Linked DNA regions of Mus musculus: region 2 is linked to region 1. A link is a contact called in public promoter capture Hi-C data. All regions are on one chromosome and are shown on one strand. The core of a region is the stretch at or near the end of the contact, and the rest is flanking DNA. Distances in the headings are between cores, read along the strand shown.

Evidence for each region. Promoter capture Hi-C pulls out the DNA fragments that hold promoters and counts their contacts.
Region 2: a promoter capture Hi-C map of hippocampal neurons shows a contact between it and region 1, with 2.3 times the contacts expected there. The contact joins the promoter of A730013G03Rik here to the promoter of A130010J15Rik in region 1. A contact is called at or near these places in 2 of 39 promoter capture datasets (cranial neural crest and hippocampal neurons) and 1 of 115 datasets of contacts at active chromatin or transcription factors (embryonic stem cells).

The regions. Positions count from the first base shown.
Region 1 is chr1:193,170,445-193,175,766 of GRCm38.p6, reverse strand. A130010J15Rik (RIKEN cDNA A130010J15 gene) reads right to left here and starts at 2,190. Exons shown (of 2, transcript NM_181048.3): 1 at 1,987-2,190; 2 at 1-1,522. The coding sequence starts at 1,425. The coding sequence ends at 634. Irf6 (interferon regulatory factor 6) reads right to left here. Exons shown (of 8, transcript NM_016851.2): 8 at 3,731-5,322. Traf3ip3 (TRAF3 interacting protein 3) reads left to right here. Exons shown (of 16, transcript NM_153137.4): 16 at 8-263. The coding sequence ends at 100.
Region 2 is chr1:192,832,362-192,838,289 of GRCm38.p6, reverse strand. A730013G03Rik (RIKEN cDNA A730013G03 gene) reads left to right here and starts at 3,077. Exons shown (of 1, transcript NR_155503.1): 1 at 3,077-5,171.

The sequences.
Region 1 (5,322 bases), core at 941-3,440:
CATACAGCTGCAGTGTGGTCAATGGCTCCCAGTGCTGATGGTGGTGATTGCTACAGCACTGGCAGTGTTCCTGGCAAACAAAGGCAACCTGGTCATCTGAAGAACTTCTGGCATCTATCTGAAGTAAAACTCAGATGCAAACAACTCCATGAAAACCTTGAGTTCTGGTACTTTATAACTTGGGTTTCCCTCCAAATGAATCCGGACTCTTAGTTTTATTTTTTTTTCACCAGGTTGTAAATAAACTTTATCTCACAAGACTACTCTTTAGAACTGTGTATTCCTGAGAAATAAGCCACAAGTGTAACCCTTAAGCATCATTGTCTCGCACCCTACTTCAGTTAGAGTTCCATACATAGATTACCTAGTCATTCTCCTTCCCTCTAAGGCACTATCCACCAGGGAAGGCCACCATCCCAGGGTACACTCATGTCTCCACAATGCTCCTTTTCCATCTCTCATTCAATGAAAAATAAACAGACACCTCGGCTAAGGACCTAGGAACTCCTAATATAAAGACTGAAATCATACTACTGCTGCCAACGACTCTCCCCATTCACACGTGTTCAATTGACTGCACAACATTCATCGTAATTGACATTCATTGATACCTTCTCAACGGACAGAGTTAACTCAGAGGGCCACAGCAGGAAGTGTGACCACCTCAGAGGAGATGCTGAGGTCAGCAAAGGCATTCTGAGCCCTAAATCGGGTTCTGAGTTCCTTCTCCCAGGCACTTAGAAAGTTTTTCAGGGCTGGGAACAAACTCTCTGGAACACTAAAGGAGTACAGCAGAATTGATGGTTGACCAGGCAGCCACGAAATCCGGGCAGTAAACACCCGCAGGGGAGTCATGGTTAAGCAGTTGTCATCTTCACGGTTCAGGTCAAATGTGTAAGAGACTGGATATCCCAGGAGTATCCCAAATACAGTGCAGAGATTCCAGTCTGAGGAATGTAGCCTGGTGTAGGAGACTCCCTGAGACACATCTTTCTTAAGTCCTCGAAAACGTGTGATGACGTCAGCTATGAGAGATTTCAAGTCCGGGAGCTGGTCCACCGACCGGACAGAAGGATGAGGTTGGGAGCGGGAAACGTCCACGAAAGCTACAGTACCAAGCAGTGTCTGTTCCAAATGCTGACAGGCATACTCAGGACTGACAATAAAGTTATTCTCTCCAATCTCAAGAATGTGAAGTCCTGGCTCCAGGAAGCCCAGCCCCTGTAGTTCCTCCAGATAACTTTGGAGCGCCAATACTCCTGCAGAGTTGCAATCATAGAGTACAGCTGGCTTCAGCCCGCGGGCCACAGCCAGCACCTCTCCTGCCAGGTGAAGGCAGGTAGCTCGAGGTGGGCATTTTCTCTTGCCCATGCCCAGAGTCTGCTGAGCAGCTGCCACCAGCAGCTGAGGGCTTGGTGTTGACATAAGATCTGGAAGTTACATGACATATGGCCTCCTTAGCTAGCCACAGTTCCTTTCCCTGGGCCACACACAGTTCAGCTCCCAGCACTTGAGAAAGATCCTAGAAACAATATGGTAGGGGGAAATCGTTAATACTGTCAAGATGGGGTCACCAATGCTGCACCCCATTTCTCTGGCAGACTTAAGTTTACGAAATCGTCCTTCTAGTCACATTTACATTGTCTCTGGCTTCGATTCTAACTTTTACCTGGTGCAATTTATGCTCTGGGATTCAAACCTTACAGCAAAAGTTACCACTTCTCCCAAAACTGTCCAACTGGGACAGAACTCTGGGCTCTAAACTTCAGCGCCTGTAAGCTCTCCATTGCCAGCTCCTCAGACAGATCTCCACAGAGCGCTCACAGCAGCCTGATCAAACCAGCATAAGCTACAACGCGGAGTAATCACCGCCTCACCCTGCGACACTCAGGTAAGAGAAGCCGCTAGAACTGGGGCACGAGCCAGTTTAACACTTGCTGGACCCTCTTCCCTTCTAGGAAGGCACGCTCCCACCGCCACACCTACCCACACGTGCCTACGCGGTGGTAGACTAGTTACAAAAGGAAGCGCTCTGCCTCAAGACACTCGGCTAGCATTTCCGCCGCAGGTTCGGGGGCGCAGGAAGCCCTTCCGCCTGCCCGCCAGCGGCGTAGTGCCCTCCCACGCCCCACACTCGGTACTGTGAAAACCCGACAGTGTGTGCAGAAGCCCAGGGAAAGACAGCCTGACGTGCATGCGCACTGGCTTACTCCGCCTTTCCGTGACGTCATTTGAAAAGCAAACGCAAGCCAGAACCTTTGAAGAGGCTGCGGACGGAGTGGGAGGTAAAGCCACCTTAGACCCGCCCCTTCCGGTAGAGCCCCTGCGGGCGGGCCTTGCGAGGCGGAAGTGGAAGTGGGGGAGAAGCCGCTGGGACCGCCAGTTGTCAGTCCGCGGAATAAGGGACACCTCTCCTGTGGGCAATGCTGTAAAGCTTTATTTTGTATTATTATTTTTTTAATGTACCTAAATTCTGAACTTGACAGGTATGCCAAGGCCATGCATATTCACTCCTTTTTTAAAAATCGCCTTATTGTGTGGGCGTGCACAATGGCGCCCTGTCAGCTCTCGCTTCCACCTTGTAAGAGGGTCCGAGGTACTGAACTCAGGAAGCCAGCCTGCTGAGCAAGTGCCATTAACTGCTGAGCCAGTACTGTTGTACTATGTGTTGCAGGGGCTGGCCCGGAACGGGACTTCTCGTTCTCTGGTTTATGCCGCGTTGGGGATTGAGCTCTGGAATTCACGCGTGCCAAACACTACTAACTGTATGTCTGCAGCCTGAGTATTCACTCTCAGTGTGCCGAGGTACTGCATTGTACCTTCTTCATGGAGCTCAAAGCCCGAGAGTCCAGTTTGCTGATCATCTTATTTTAAAAGATTGATTTTTATTTCCATTCATAAGTTTGTGCAGGTGCCCAGGAAGCCAGAAAAGGGAGTAGGGTCACCTGGAGCTGAATAAGTTAAAAATATTGTGAGCTGCCTAACACGGGCTTTGGGAACGGAATTCAAATCTTTGGGAGAAAAAGCAGGTCTCATCTCTACAGCCACACTGTTGTGGTGGGGATTTGTTTGTTGAGACAATGTCTTGCTATGTATTCCTCAAACATGACAATCCTCCTGCCTCAGCCTCGGAAGTTCTGAGGTTAGAGTCTACCCTAATTGAATGATACCTCAAGGAGTTATCTATACCTCAAGGAGGATGGGCAAAACTAAGGAGGGGAACACCATCTAGGAAGCCAAAGGTGAGTTAACATCCTTACTGGCCGCTTCAAGGCCACCCATGCCCCTGACCATAACCTCTGACCCACTGCTTTGTAAGTAAACCTAATGGACTCCTTGGTACCCCAGATTGAACTTCGGTGGAACTGTACCCTCATCTGCCATTAGGACCTTAGAAAGTGCCTTGTTCCTTTCTCCAGAGAAGTCTTACAGCAGATAGGAAGGTCAAATGTTGACATAAGGAATTTGCCTATATCTTCTGTGAAGGAAATCTTAAGAAAACTCTAGCCTGGACAAATGGCCCCAAGTTATGGGCAGCAAAATGGAGACCCAGACTGGAGGTTTTACAGTGGTGCTATGCTGGTACCTTCATACCAAAAAGGACCAGCAGTGTGTTAAAGACAGACAGACAGTATGTAAGGAGGATCAGTTTGTAGGGCCTGCCAGTCTAACTTAGGTTCTCAGCTCAGGGGGAGTCAGTACTAAAAATTGATAGAACCAGTACTCTAGCTTTATATTTTTTTCTTCCCAAGTTTATTTTACGTTCTCATGATAGTTAGCAATAAATCTCCAAATTGAAAGACGTAGGTCATTTATTACAGCACAAATATCTTAGAACACACTGTATCAGACACTGCTAAAGACCTGGCAATAAATCTAAGACAAACAGTTTTGACTTTCCAAGTTGGCAGTCAGTCAAGCAGAACATAGATGCGGAGCAATTTACAAACGACACAGTTACTCTTAAAGTTTAAGATGCTACATGAACATACAACTGAGAACTGTGGAGAGGAGATGAGATTCAGCATCTGCCTTCAGGGTTTATCTGTAGTGGTTCTTTTAACATTGGAGTTAATCTGGAGTGCACAGTAAGGAAAAGGAGGAACTGGGGGAAATCCTCCTCCCTTCTGAGTCTTCAAATGAAGGCAGGAAGAAGACAGCTGGAGAGTGAATGGGAGCATTGGGAAACTTAGAGCTCCTGGGGACTTGGTATCTACTAAAACCAGAGAAAGCTTACTGAATATGACAAGAGAAGATCCTGCATGTAGTGTGTGCTCCCAGCATTCCGAAAAAGATGCAAGACAAGAAACTGGACTGCCTAGATAGGACCACACAAAATCATGCATTGTCCCAACATATTTGTCAATTTTTCATTATGGTCACACACTAATAACTCAATCCATAGCCCTCAGAACATATTTTTCAACATTCTTTACCAGATCCTGTTGTCTGGACATTCCTCATAGCCTGCTGACTTGTCACAGAAGGGAAAGGAAATGTCCCCTATTCCACAGCTACCCTCCCACTTTCTCTGTAATGGGTTACTTTTAACTCTGAGCTTCCAGATGGAGCATCCACACATCAAGACTCCCTCACTTCATCTCACCAAATGATGCTACTCATTCCTCCAAAAAAGAATAAAGTCCCTAGCCTTGCATGATTCCTGGTCTATAAAAGCCTAACTTTTAAACTTCTACCTAAACTTCTCTTTAAACATTTTTAGTTAGCATACAAAGAGTTTTACTCTGACATGTTCATACTATGGCCATGTGTATAAAATTATACTTTGCTCTTATTCACAGAGACACCTGCCTTTCCTAACTCACCCAGATTTCTCTTGGTCCTCCTTTTAATAATCTCTAAGAGAACTTTAAACCAAATCTTAAGCATCCTAAGTAAGTCTCACTGCCACCAAAATTAGGTTGAGCTGTTAGACTTTAAATGCATCCCAACTTTCAGTGGCTAGAAAAGCAAAAGGTGCTACCTTTAGTGTAAGGGCAGCAGACTGTACAGAGAGGCATATCCCTGTGACATGAAACAGATAGACACCAGTATTCAAGAGGATTGAGGCTATAACCAGAGAGACCCATCTTACTTTTCATCTAAGTCTTGGAATTCAAATTATGAGAAGGGACTGGAGCAGACACTCTATGAGACATAACTGCACTGTTCTTCACTGTCTCCATGGCTCACAACAAGTGATATAAGCAGGTTTGAGCCTTCCCCAGAAGAGCACTATCCAGACGTTTAATATATGAAACACCTCATTTTCATAAATGGAAAAATCTGAATGTCAGACTCTTGAAAGTCTCTGAACAAGAA
Region 2 (5,928 bases), core at 1,828-4,327, 340 kb after region 1:
AACTCTCAGCTCCTTCTCCAGCACCATGTCTGCCTGCACACTGCCATGCTTCCAGCCATAATGGTAATGGACTAAACCTGAACTGTGAGCCAGTCCCAATCAAATGCTTTTCTTTATAACCATTGCCGTGGTCATGGTGTCTCTTCACAGCAATGAAACCTGAAGAAGGAAAGGGCCTGACAGCCTAGATGCAGGACCAAGCCCTGCCACTGCTGCCAACAAGCCAACCGCTGTTACAGTGCATAGTGTGTTGTCATATACACAGTTGGTGACACTGTCAAAGTACCTAGGCAAACCTTATACCAGAGACAGGACTGAAGTCAATATTGGGTCTCTCAGGGATGTGTGTGATGAATGAGTCTCCTAAGGCTTCATTGTCCCCCAAATTCCCTGAAGAAAGGCTCTGAAAGGACCAGAGGACTCTCTTGTGTTGTGATATCTGGGTTCTCTATAGTGAGCTTGAAGGCTGTGGTCCCAGGACTTTTAGATAGCTGCGGAAGTCATTGTTGTTATTTGTAAGATGTGACATCGAATGTTTCAGAAGCTTATGAATCATGAAGTTCCTAAAAACGGCTGCACGGGCAAAGCTGTGTCAGAGTTCTTTTCCTTGGGCTGGAATTAAATCACCTCTGGGTTAACACAGTTATCACGAAACGAGAAGAAACTGGCTATGAGGTGGATGCATTATCCTTAATAAATGCAGTTTGTTTTGAAGACAGAACCATTTAGAACGCTAGCTGTGTGCAGGGGATAAGAGGTGCCCCTTACAGGGGAAAAGATACAATCTCCTAACTCATCAGTCATCGTACAATTTCCAAAGTTCAGGTTGGTTGTGTTACCACAGTGAATGGTTAGTTCCTTTAGACATAGTCTTTATTCAGGGGAAGAAAATTCCCACCAAAATATGGTGCTAAGTTAAACTCTTTAGATGATTTAAGCCCAGTCCTCCTGTGTGCCTGTAACTCACAGGAGAGATGAAAGCAGCATTTGAAACAGAACTCCGAGACCCCACCCTATGACGAAGGAACTAGGGTATTTTCTGCACTGTTTTTATTGTCATTTATTTTTGTTTTTCTTTTTGAGACAGTCATTGTGGCCCAGACTGGAACTCAGTGTGTACCTGAGAATGGCCTTGAACTTCTGATCCTCCCATCTCTACGTCTCCTGGAATTACAGACATGTACTGCTACACCTGGTTATGGTTTATATCATGCCGGGACCAAACCCAGGGGTTTACACATGCCAGGCAAGCACTCTGCCAATTGAGCTACACCACAACACCATGGTTTCCACTTCTAAGAGGGAAGTTTTGATAGCAGATCATATGGTTGGTGTTCCTTATTTCAGAGTCTCATCCTTTTTTGGGCGTGTCATCTTTAAACTCAGCCCAACTGATGACTTCAGGATAGTGGTATGCCATTCAAAAAATCACATTTCACCTCTTTGTTTCTCAGCTGAATAATTTTCCCTAGGTGAGGCATACCTCTCTTGGGGCTTGATGATTGGTAGGGCTTGAGAGCAAAAAAACAGAGGCCCTGTAACTGGAGGGAACTGGGAAAGCAACCACCGGAGTTTAATGCTGGAGTCTCCAGTGCTACATCACGGTAACCCTGGGACGTCTCAGAATCAAGAGAGATCTCCCGCTGTACCACCAGCCCCAGGAATGAGACTCTAGGAATACCTGCAATTTGTATCCACTGAGAGTCATGGAGGAGCCAGAACACCAGTCAGTCAGTGGCAGGTTTTCCCAGAGAGTCCTAGAGATATGCCTGTCTATCAACAAGCCAAGGAAACGATTCCTCCCAGGAATCGTCCAGCTTGTTGAACCAGTGGGTTTCTTGGAGTAACCTTACAGGCCCATAGGTGGTTCAGGAAGACCTCTGACTAAATGTTGCACCTTGTCAACCTTCTACCTCTTGGCCACTTTGGCACACCTGGAGGCTATGTGCATCTGGGGGCCAAGGGTGACTGGAGTCTCAGATGAGGGTCTGCTGTCTTTTCCTTCCTTGTGTGGCTCCTAAGGGTGACCGAAGCCAGTGATTGAGGATGCCAGATAAAGGAAACTCTTAGCTTGCCCAGGGACACCAGGCTGGCCAGCTCCAAACTCTTGCTTCTCACAGTTTGAAAAACCAACAGCTGAAGGAAAAAAAGATCTATTTTTCCATGGCTATAATTCAAACCAGTAAGAGCCTGCAGGCAGCCTGACCTTCACTGGCTTTAGACAAGATGGCTATACACAATGAGGGTGGCATGGGTCGCTGTTGGAAATTGTCACTGAAGAATCCTAAAGCAACCCCGATCATTTGTCCATGTGAGTGTTTCTTGACATGGAAGTTGTAAGAATTCATTCACAATTCCAGTTATTATTATTATTATTACTACTACTACTACTACTATTTTTTTGTTTTGTTTTGAGACAGGGTTTCTCTGTGTAGCCCTGGCCATCCTAGAACTCACTCTGTGGACCAAGCTGGCCTCGAACTCAGAAATCCGCCTGCCTCTGCCTCCCAAGTGCTGGGATTAAAGGCGTGCGCCATCACTGCCCGGCTTACAACTCCAGTTATTATAGATCTAAGCTTAACTCAGTCATTCTAGTATCGTTTAATCTGTTCTCCCCACCAAGTGTGTAGGGGGAGGGGGGAAGGGTGCGCGCGCGCCTGCACGCGCTCGCACTGCCCATGACTGTTCTCCTATCCTGGAACTACATTCCTGCAGGCAGATTTGCTCCCCAGCTCAATACATTACCCCATCCACTCCCAGCCCATTAGCCCTGCACACCCGGAGCCAGCCAGGCATGTAGCGCTGCTGCTCCCGGCACAAAAGTCCTTCGCCTCTCCGCACCATGCAGGCGGGGACCCTGAGCCTCTTCCTCATGTTTATGCGTAATAAAAAAAAGCCCGCGTTCCCTCTGCAGCTTTATGAAGACAGTCCTTGCAGCTGTGACTGTAACTGGATTTTTTTCTTACCAGCTAAGATTATGGTCCCATAACCCAATTAGTGTCATTTGGTGGTGGTCCAAGTGCCTCTCCTGCCCGGGTTTTAATTTGGGGATCCCCGGAGGCTGCACTCCACATCTGTAGCGGGCCTGCTCCTTCTCTCCCGGTATTTACTCGAGGTTTATGGCGGGATTAGCTGTGTGGTCTGGAAGCGGCTGTCCTCTTTCATCCTCACGGGTCTGGAGCCGCCCAGAAGCCTTTTACTTTCCATCCAGCCCTGGCACCTAGAGGGCAGGCAGTCCCGGCGACTGGAAAGCATCAGAGCTCGCTCCGCAGGCCTCAGAAGCGCGGTTTCGCCGGCATGGGGGGAGGTGCTGCTCGCCCCGCAGCGTTCACTCAGCGGGACTAGCCCGCCCCATCCACATAGGGTGCACGGTCCTCCCCGCCCCCACTCACGGGCTGGCGAGGGCTGGCGGGGCTCCGGGCGCCCATTGTGCAGGCAGCTGGCACCAGCTGGGAAGGGAATTAACATAACAAAGAGCCGGAGCGAGCGCCGCGCGGCCGGGCGGGGGCTCTGCAGAGCGCCCGGGGCTGGAGGAGCGCGCGGTCGCCGGCTGTCGTGCACCGGGGCAGCAGGCCTCGCGAGGCACAGACAGTGGGTGCAGGCGTATGTCGGTGACGCCGTGTGCATGTGCGTGCATGCGGGTGCGCGCCTGCCTGGGACTGCGTCCCCAGGCCTGGGATGCTGATGCCCCTGCCTCAGTTCACCTGCAGAGGTTGGGCACTCACGCGCTCAGCATCCTAGCGTCCAGATTGGCCTTCTTTGAAACCACAGTCCTTTTAACTTTCATCGCCTGTTCTCAGCCGGGTCCACACCTCGGAACTACCAGGGGAACTTTCCCCGGGCCAGGCCTCACTCTATACTCCAGACCTTTTTGGCTTGGCCTAGGCCTCCAACAGTTGACAGAAGCGTCAGCACTGGTTCTATCTGTCCCGGGCTGGACACCCCAGGGCGCGCCCTGACCCCGACCAAGGACCAGAGCGAGAGGCCAGGGCCCTACCGGGAGCCCTCGAGTTTGAGGCTTTAGAGCTTGGCCTTCGTCTCCCCTGGCTCAGAGGGTCAAGGACACATTCCTGCTTAATGCTTCTGTTGCAAGCTTTCGACTGGACAGCCTCACCTCGCTTATTGCTAAAAGCCCATGGGAAGAAAGATGGGAAAGCTCAACTGAACTATAGGCAGACAGATGGATAGACAGATAAAAAACAAATCGCTGTGTTTAGACTACTGCCAGGCCTCCGAGGCCCCTGGAGGTCTCCTGTGGGGACTGTAAAAGGAAGTCAAGGCTCAGCAGGACCCGCAACTCGCAACTCGAAAAGCGGACAGGGCCCAGATACGCTCGGCCCCTTGCGCTCTACCTCGGTGACCCCCTCTTCGCGTGTCCCGGTCCCCTCCAAATCCCATCTTGCCATGGGGTTTGGACAAAAGGGCGAGCCCTCCATAGGCCTCTCGCAGCTGTGGCAGCTGGGTGGTCCCTGGAGGGTGAGAAGCAGGCAGAGGAAGCGCTGTGGCGGGAACCTGGGCTCCAGAACCGATGTGCACCTCAGCGCCTCCGCGGTCACTTGGCTGCACGCTTGCTCCTGGCGGGAGCCAGGCATCGATGAACTCTACTGCAGACTGGCTGAGCGTCTCCCCACAGGGAGGAGAGTGATTGAGATCAGCCGTCCGGCTATGTCATCTCGAAGCTCCGTGTCATCCACAGGGCCGGGTTCTCAGAATGTGTTCCCCATGCCTTCGAACACTTTCAAGGGGGCTTGGGCCCCTGGGGCCACCACCCAGGACCACGTTCCCTCTTTACCGCTGGGATGTAAGCTCTCGGTGGTTAGTGACTCAGCACAGTTCACTACAGTTCAAGTAGCTATCCGATCAAGCAGAGCCCAGAAAAAGCTGGGTGCTAACTTCTGCGGACCTGTTTTACCCATCCTAAGGTGTCTGACAGTCCTGCAAAGGGAAGAAGGTGGCACCACTGGACCTCAGCCTGAGAAGCACCCTGTTCAAGGTCAGCAGGCAGTCAGGTGACCTGGCTGCTTTGCAGGGACTTGGTATTGGCTACTGTTGTTGAGTTCAGAATTCTCACAGGTCCTAACCACTGTGTTTATTCTCAATAAATGGTTTCTTAATAATCGTTTTAATTAGCAAAAAGGCTGTCTTATTAAAGCTAATTAAAGGCAATTTGGGAACCTTATTTTCATACAATCATAAAATTAGAGCAACAAGAGGCTAGAGAGATGGGGAACATCTCCTGCTTCTATGCTGAGGGTTCAGGGAGAAGCTGACTGATGTCCCCAATCCCGAGGCAGGCAGGCCTAAGGGGCAGGGGTGCCCAGCCTATAAACTGAGTCCAAAATTTAGATGTAGCCTTGGACAGTATGGAGGACCAGCTACAGGAGGGATTCTCTGTCCATATCTTCCAAGTGGCATCTCAAAGACGTCCAGCCTACTCACCCTCTCTTCATCCTCTTCATCCTCCTCCCATCCTACCCCACCCATCCCTCTTCTCTTCCCCATTTCCTCCCTGCACTGTCTGTCTGCTCCAGAGGACATCTCAATTTTTACATCGAGGAAGAAGACACTCTCTTCCTCCCTCTACCATGGTACTGGCTGCTACAGATTCCCTCACTCTTGCCCAGAGGCACAGTCTCTATCCTGCATTCCTTCCCACCATTGTGGGGTGACTGCACTGTGTCATAAGCTTTCCAGGTGGGTGGAAGCTCTTGGACTTGGCTTTGTGTCCTCCAAACTTTGGCCTAGGTTTCTTGCCCAACCAAGCCATGTCCCTCCCCACTGACCTCAGCCCTGGCTCCACCCTTGCTCTTTATATAGCCTGGGATAACCCCACCCACCCACACACATTTCATCTCCCTTTCCGGGCCCCCCCCCCACACACCATCACCACCATCACCACTCCCTTTTTTCCTGTCTGTCTGTCTGTCT